Regions from separate parts of the Mus musculus genome. Here region 1 is linked to region 2. A link is a contact called in public promoter capture Hi-C data. All regions are on one chromosome and are shown on one strand. Each heading gives the region's core, a stretch centred on a gene start, on an enhancer-like site or on the middle of the called end of the contact. The rest is flanking DNA. Distances are from core to core; before and after follow the strand shown.

Evidence for each region. Promoter capture Hi-C pulls out the DNA fragments that hold promoters and counts their contacts.
Region 1: a promoter capture Hi-C map of liver shows a contact between it and region 2, with 2.2 times the contacts expected there. The contact joins two enhancer-like sites. A contact is called at or near these places in 3 of 39 promoter capture datasets (embryonic stem cells, liver and stem cell-derived epiblast-like cells).

Annotation. Positions count from the first base shown.
Region 1 is chr6:31,337,413-31,341,604 of GRCm38.p6, reverse strand. No RefSeq gene overlaps it. Among named protein-coding and RNA genes, the nearest start is that of Mkln1os, 59 kb to the left of the region's middle. Within about 2 kb of position 1,999, at least 61 of the 459 cell types and tissues checked have an H3K27ac peak or open chromatin away from gene starts, as enhancers often do. A contact at or near this core is called in liver, where this site is marked.
Region 2 is chr6:30,407,597-30,411,684 of GRCm38.p6, reverse strand. The region is part of intron 1 of Klhdc10 (kelch domain containing 10); the gene reads right to left. Among named protein-coding and RNA genes, the nearest start is that of Klhdc10, 7.8 kb to the right of the region's middle. Within about 2 kb of position 1,759, at least 5 of the 459 cell types and tissues checked have an H3K27ac peak or open chromatin away from gene starts, as enhancers often do. A contact at or near this core is called in liver, where this site is marked.

The DNA of each region.
Region 1 (4,192 bases), core at 750-3,249, 930 kb before region 2:
AACAAGACTCTGCAAAGACCCCATGGCCTTGACATAATTTATACTGACTTTTTAGCATTGCTTACAGCCCTTCAAATACCTTGCAGACAAAAGGAGTCGGTTCCATAAGAGTTAAAATCAATCTCCTCCTGAGATCAGGTTTATCAAGTTCGCCCTTTATGAGAACACCTGTCGCCCCATGTCTGAAATAATAGCAACTGACCAAAACAAGCTTAACCCAGTTTTCTCACCAACAGTGACCTAACTGTATTAGTTATCTCATTACTGTGACAAAACGTTGACAGGCAACTTAATGAAGGAAGGGCTTACAGTTCTAAAGGACACAGTCCACAAGGATGGGAAGGCACAGCAGCAGGTGCTTGAGGTGGGCGGTCACACTGCACCCACAGTCAGAATGCAGAGACAGATGGATACTGTGTTTAGTCTCAGATGATGCCAGCTCCTGGGGTGGTATCACCTGCCTTGAGGGTGAATCTTCCACTCTCAGTAAAGCTGATCTAGATAACCTCTCACTGACAGAGCCAGGCTGATTCTAAATCCCACCAAGCTGACAATTAAGATTAACAGTCACACTAACCATCATTCTGCCAGCAGAAAACTCTGCAGGAAGACCATACTGTTCAATATCTTTAGGGCATGCTATATAATCTGTTGTCCCCTGTAGGAGGCTTGGTCCCCAGTGTGGTGGTAATGAGGTGGTAGGGCCTAGCAACAAATAATCAGAGCTTGGGGACATTTCCCATGTAAGCAGATTGATGCTGCTTTACTGAATCCCACCTTGCCATGTGACCTCCTCTACATGCACATCCACCGTTGTGAAGCCATCTACAATGAGGTCCAACAGACCAAGCACATGCCAGTATCATGCTCTTGAGTGACTAGACTCCTGAGCTAAATAATACAGAGTATCCTGCCTCCAGCATTTTGTTATAGTAACACAAAATGACCTGATGTATAGTCTAATGGGGAGTTGTTACTTAACCAAAATAAAATTTTGGAAGTAATAATAATGAAGGATGCACAAAATTGAAAGCATACTTTTTAAAAACTGTGCCACTCGGACCCCACTGCTGACATATTCCAAGCTCATGCTGTGCCAATGGCCTACACCCCCAGTCCAAGATCATGTGTGATCTTTATGCCATTAAATTGTATATTTAAAAATGTCCAGTGATGACACACACCTTAAATCCCTATACTGGGGAAGCAAACGAAGGCAGATCTCTTATTTTGAGGCCAGCCTGATCTACAGAGTGAGTTGCTGGACAGGTGGGGGCTGTTACACAGAGAAACTCTGCCTGGAAACAAACAAACAAACAAACAAACAAACAAACAACCCCCCCCCCAAAATATCCAAAGGTAAACTTCATGCTATGTCTATTTTAACACACACACACACCACAAATGTGAGTGTCATTGCTGCTGGCTTCCTTTTTGCTAGTGTTTGCTTTGAGATAGAATGTCACGTGGCTGCAGCAAGCTCTGAGTCACTCACCACCTGACCCCCATCTCCTAAGCTCTGGAAGCTTCCCTCTGTGCTCTCTGTGAACAGTAATTTTCAAAATGCTTCCCAATATCCAGTTTGGGGCTCTGCCAGCATCTGAATTTTTTTCCAGAGCCAGGCTTAGGTTTCCTGAATATTTTTGCCATTCCTATGACAAATGAAAAGGAGATTAGCTCCCCCAGCTGCTGTCTGTGTCTCTGTCAGTCGGAAGAGATACGGAGCTACTTGAGAGCTCAAGGATCCAGAACTACTTGGGCTGGGTGTCTGCATATTTAGAGTTAGCCTGAATTGGTGTCTGCTTCCTTGTGCTCTTGCTAAGTGGGAGCTAGCAGGATCCTGATTTGTTAAACTTAATCCAGAATTATGACAACAAAACCTCAATTAGCTGCCAATACTTTGGGCATCTTTTCCTGATCGATAACACCTTTTTCCTGTTAGCTCGATACAGCCTTGTGACCCAAGGCTCTGGAATGGATCAACACGCCTACGCCTGCACACAGCTCTGTGTCTCCATGGAAACAGCTTGTCAGGCCCTGCTTGGCTGCAGGTACTGAAGACCTCTCATTTGCAGCCTGGGTTCCACACAGATTCGGTCTTAACAATCTGGCAGGTGTTAAGAGCCCCATCCTCTCTAGCTGCCAGGGTCTGACCTCAGCGTGAAACCTTTCTGCATTGCATGGCGAAGTCCCCAGCTCCAGTGACATATAGGTGGTCCTCAGGGGGAATGGAAGGGTCTCTGCCCTAGGCTCCTCCCAACAGGTCTTCCTTCCTTGCCATTATCCCTCACCTCCACCCACAAAAGCCTGGAGTCATCCGAATGCCTCTGGCCTTCCCGGGAGTGCTTCTCAGACCCTCCTCTCTGCATCCCTGCTGCCCCTGGCAAGCCTGGACCCATATCATTTCCTTTTCGAGGTACTGTAATTCCTCCACACTGGCCCTAGGACTACTGGGCACCCATTTTCCATCGTGCAGTCACTTTCTGGAAACATATCATAATAGCATATCATAAAAAGAGGCTTTGGAGGTCAGGAGATGTAGGACAGAGGGAGACTGAATAACAGATACGGGCTAGAAAGCAATGATAACATAACAGGGTGAATACAGTTTGTACAACTTACTCCACACTTACAAAGAGCTAGAAGAGAGGCCTTTGCAGGCTCCAGACACAAAGACATGACAGATGTCCAAGAAGACGGAAAGGCCAATCCTGCTGACTTGATGTGTGCACACTGCATGTATGGATCATGTGATGTGTGCACATTGCATGTATGGACTGAATCATCACACTCTACCCTATAAACATAAACAGTTATGACATGCCAATTAAAATAAGTTAAAAATAAGATATCAGAGCCCAAATGTCAAAACTTGAATACACTCATCAGATTTTTTTCTTTTGTGTGTATTAATTCCCATATAATGCAATGCAGAAGGAATATAACTTGAGTACTCCAAGAACTCTGAGATGTTTTGTACTTGGGCTGGACACCATGTGTTAGGTGTTCTAGAAACGGAATTGACTAGGAACAGAGTCCTAACTTTAACTAACTTGTAACTTCCTCTAGGATTCTGGTTATGTCTGGTGGGAAAGTCTGAGTCAGGATGAAGCTGATTTCTTTTATGAAATGCTCATCTTGCTTTAAAATTTATTAAATAAAAACCCCAAAATATTATTAATGAGAAATAAAAGAAGTAACTTATAATTTTCTTGAGAAACATTTGTATAAAGTTTGATTGAAAACAAAATATGGGACTGGGACTGAAGCTGTGTGGTACATGGGTGAGGAGGCTCAGTCCCTAGAGTATGGGGACACACACACACACACACACACACACACACTTACATGCCCAAAAAACATCAATATCCTTCCTTCATACTAGGACAGTTAGTGGCTCCCACTGCACTAAGGTAGACTTCAGACCCTGTAAAAGACAGCAAGACCATGCTGTTATGGACTGAGCCAGCTCACTTCCCTGACACATCCTCTCTTCTCCTTTTCCCTGAACATTCTGACAGCGGCTGCTCTGCACCTATGCTCCTCCCCGGCCTCTGCAACTTGGCACTACAACCTGCTCCTGGCTCTGTGGTATGGCCTCTTCTTGCCTGTCCTCATTTCTTTTCTGTTACTGGGATCAAATGCTTTGACCAAAAAGCAACATATGGGGAGAAAATGGATTTTGTTTTCTTTTGTTTTTCTTTTGGCTCACAATTCCAGGTTATAGTCTATGACTGCAGGGGATTCGAGGCAGAAACCTGAAGCAGCTAGACACGTCACATCCTCAGTCAAAGCAGAGGAAGACTGGACAGTGCTTGCTTAGCTTGTGCTTGCTGGCTTGTGCTCAGCTCCCTCTCTGTGTTTATTCTTTCTAAGACCCAAACCCAAGGAAGGGTGCTGCCCCCATCCAGGGTGGGCCTCCCCCTGATGAATGCACTTAGGAAAAATCTGTCACAGGTGTGCCCTCTGGCTAACCTGATTGTGCTAATTACTTTTCTTTTGCTGTAGTTAAAACACCATGATCAGGGTCTAGAGGGATGGTCCAGTGGTTAAGAGTACCTACCAGCTGCTCTTCTAGAGGACTGGGGTTCAAGTCCCAGCACCCACATGGTGGCTCACAACTATCTGTAGCTACAGTTCCAAGGAATCTGACACTCTCACACAGACATATATGTAGGCAAAACACCAATGC
Region 2 (4,088 bases), core at 510-3,009:
ACAAATTGATGTGGAATTGTAAGGAAGCCAGAATGGACAAAATGGACCTTTGAAAGAAGAGTAAAATAGGAAGGCTCATAATTCTTTATTTCAAAACTTATTTCAAAGTACCAGGAAATGAACTAATATGGTGCTGGCATATAAGCAGACATACAGATCAATGGAACAGAACAGAGATATCAGAATGAGCCCACTTCGTGGTAATCAAATCATTTCTAACAAGGGTGACAGTACCGTTCAGAAGTGAAAGAAAAGTGCTATAAACAAATGACATCGGAATGGCCAGACAGAGATCAGAAGACCCTGGCACCAAGTACAGGGACAAACACAAGGCCACACAAGACTGAAGGGAAACACGAGGTATATATTTATGACCTTGTATTTGGCAAAGGATCCTTGTAAATCACACCAAAACATGAACAAAAGGAAAGAAATAGCTAGACTTCATCAAAATGTAAAAGATCAGTGTGTGCTTTTAGCAACACAACTAAGAAACTGATAAAATAGGAGGAAACACACATATAAATGTTAAATTATATAAACAAAGGACTTAAGTCTAAAATATATAAAGAACTCTTAAAACAACAAAAAGACAACCCAATTAAAAACAGGATGGGACATTTAAACTTGACCCAAGATGGAGTTATCATAGAGAAAGGAGCTTCAGTTGAGGAAATGCCTCCATGAGACCCAGCTATAAGGCATTTTCTCAATTAGTGATCAAGGGGGAAAGGCCCCTTGTGGATGGGACCATCTCTGGGCTGGTAATCTTGGTTCTATAAGAGAGCAGGCTGAGCAAGCCAGGGGAAGCAAGCCAGTAAAGAACATCCCTCCATGGCCTCTGCATCAGCTCCTGCTTCCTGACCTGCTTGAGTTCCAGTCCTGACTTTCTTTGGTGATGAACAGCAGCATGGAAGTGTAAGCCGAATAAACCCTTTCCTCCCCGACTGCTTCTTGGTCATGATGTGTGTGCAGGAAGAGAAACCCTGACTAAGATACTCCCTAACAAGGAAACAGCCACAGACAAATGGTCAACACGCACATAAAAACATGCTTGGCATTGTTAGTCACTGAAGGAAAACACATCAAAAACTACAATGAAGACAGGAAGGTGCAACGCCTACAGCCCAGCCACTGAGGCTGAAGTTGCTTCAGCTCAGGAGTCTAAGACAGAACAACACGAAGACCTGGTCTAAAAACAAGAGCGTTAAGATTCTATTTCACAGATATTAAAATAGTTGGTATAAAGACTCAGAAAGTGAGATGACAAGTGTTTGGGAAGATGGACAAAGTGCTGGTGGAAATGTAAAATTCCACTTGCTCTGGAAAACTGTCTGGATATTCATCAAGTGGCTAAACATATTCCACAGAAATACTTGAGTTCCAGTCCTTGTACAATTCAGCAATTGTACTCCGGGTATTTACCTAAGGGAAACACATAACCAGACATCTGTACACAGGTCTACACGCAGCAGCAGAACACTTAACAGTCAAAAACTAAAAACATCCCAAGTACATATCAACAGATGATTTGGTAAATTAATATGGGAAGGATAAAAACAAACCATGGGAGGGGAGCCGTGACGGCTCAGCTGGTAAAGGTGCTTGTCGTGATGCTCTGGGTCTGATCCCTGGGACCCCAGGGTAGAAAAGAGAACTAACTCCCAAAAGACTTGTTCTTTGACCTCTACATGTACAGCCTGGCCCTTGTGTGCACACAAATGCACACGCGTACACTCAAACAAATAAATGTCAATAAATAAATCAATGAAGTCGGGGTCAGAAAGATGACTCATGGATTAGAACACTTGCTTCATAATCATGAAGACCAAAGCTCAGGTCCCAACACCCATATAACATACCTTAACCCCAGCTCCAAGGGGACCGGAGATTGGTCGATTGTTGGAGCTTGCTGCTTCTAGCCTACTTGAAACAAAAGAAACCCCAACTTCAGCTGAGATCCTGCCTTAAAAAAATAGGCAGAGTGAAAGAGAAGGATATCCAATGCCCTCTTTTGTCCTCTGTGCAGGCATTGCTACACAGAACCACACACATAAACATACAGACACAGAAATAAATCAACCTTTAAAGGGGGTCGGGTGGCTGGAGAGATGGCTCAGTGGTTAAGAATACTGACTGCTCTTCCAAAGGTCCTGAATTCAATTCCCAGCAACCACATGGTGGCTCCAACCATCTGTGTCTGAAGACAGCTACAGTGTACTCACATACATAAAATAAACAAATCTTTAAAAAAAAAGAGAAAATATAAAAGAGAGAGAGAGGGTGCGAGCGAGCGAGAGCAAGCAGGACTGTGCAGTGCATGCCTTTAATCCTAACACTTGGTATTATTCTTGAGCTCTAAAGCATAAAATTGTGCCATTGCCAAGAAAATCAATGGAACTAAGATCACAGTAAAGGACTGAGGTCATAGACAGGTGGTGAGAGTGCACACCTTCAATTCCAGCACTTAGGAGACAGAGACTAGAGGATCTTTATGAGTTCAAGGCCAGCCTGGACTACAGAGAGAATTCCACGACAGCCACAGCTACATAGAGAAACCCTGTCTTGAAAAACAAAGCAAAACAAACAAATAGAAACATATAAATAAATAAGGAAAAAAAGGAATAGAAGAGAGAGGGCTCTGAGAGTAAGAGAACTGGCTACTCTTCTTTGGTCCTGAATTCAATTCCCAGCAACCACAAAGTGGCTCACAAACATCTATAATAGGATCTAATGCCCTCTTCTGGCATGCACAAAAGCAGAGCATTCATACATTTAAAAAAAATAGATGAATAAAAAAATTTAAATATGGCCGGGCGGTAGTGGCGCACGCCTTTAATCCCAGCACTCAGGAGGCAGAGGCAGGTGGATTTCTGAGTTCGAGACCAGCCTGGTCTACAAAGTGAGTTCCAGGACAGCTATACAGAGAAACACTGTCTCAAAAAATCAAAAAACAAACAAACAAAAATTTTAAATATGGCATGTTCTCTCCTATATCCCTGACTGCCCTGGAACCTATTTTTTTTTTTTTAAAAGGGTACCAGCAAGATGGCGTGACAACTAAAGGCACCAGAAGCCTGATGACCTAAGTTCCATCCCTAGAACACACACAAAGAAAGGAGAGTACCAACTCCTAAAGCTGTCTTCTAACCTCTCCATCTGTGCCATGGCACATGTGAGCTCACAGACACGCAACAGTAAGCAAATGTGAAGAGGGCTGGAGTATTGCAGGAAATGTGAACATCAAGAAATGAATGTAAGACAGGTGGATCTAGGAGTTCAAGACCAGCCTGGTCTACAGAGCAAGTTCCAGGGCAGCCAGAAACAAGGGGCGGGGAGGGGGGGGGAGGGGAGGGGGAGAGGGAGAAAGAAATACCCTCAAAAGCCTGCAGCCACACACGTCTTTTTATCTGTTTTAAAGATGTATTACTTTATGTATATGGGTCTTTTGTCTGCAAGTCTGTCTGTATTATCAGAAGAGGGCATTGGATCCCATAGGGTTATGTTATGAGTTGATGTGTTGCTAGGAATTGAACCCAGGATCTCTGGAAGAGCAGCCAGTGCTCTTAACTGCTGAGCCATCTCTCAAGTCCCCTATTTCTTTTTTAAGAGAGTGTGTGTGTATGTGTACGTGCATGTGCACACATCTCCTAGAGCTGGAGTTTCAGGCAGCTGTGCACCACTATGTGGGTGCTGGGAACTGAACTACAGACCTCTGCAAAAGCAGTGCTCACTAAGCCAGCTCTCCAGCTCACCAATACTAAGGATTCAAAAGGCTGAGCAAGCCGGGCAGTGGTGGCACACGCCTTTAATCCCAGCACTTGGGAGGTAGAGGCAGACGGATTTCTGAGTTCGAGGCCAGCCTGGTCTACAAAGTGAGTTCCAGGACAGCCAGGGCTACACAGAGAAACCCTGTCTCGGAAAAAAATAAAATAAAATAAAATAAAATAAAATAAATAAATAAATAAAACCACAATATTTTGGAGGCAGAGGCAGGCAGATTTCTGAGTTTGAGGCCAGCCTGGTCCACAGAGAGAGTTCCAGGACAACCAGGGATATACAGAGAAACCCTGTCTCAAAAAACCAAA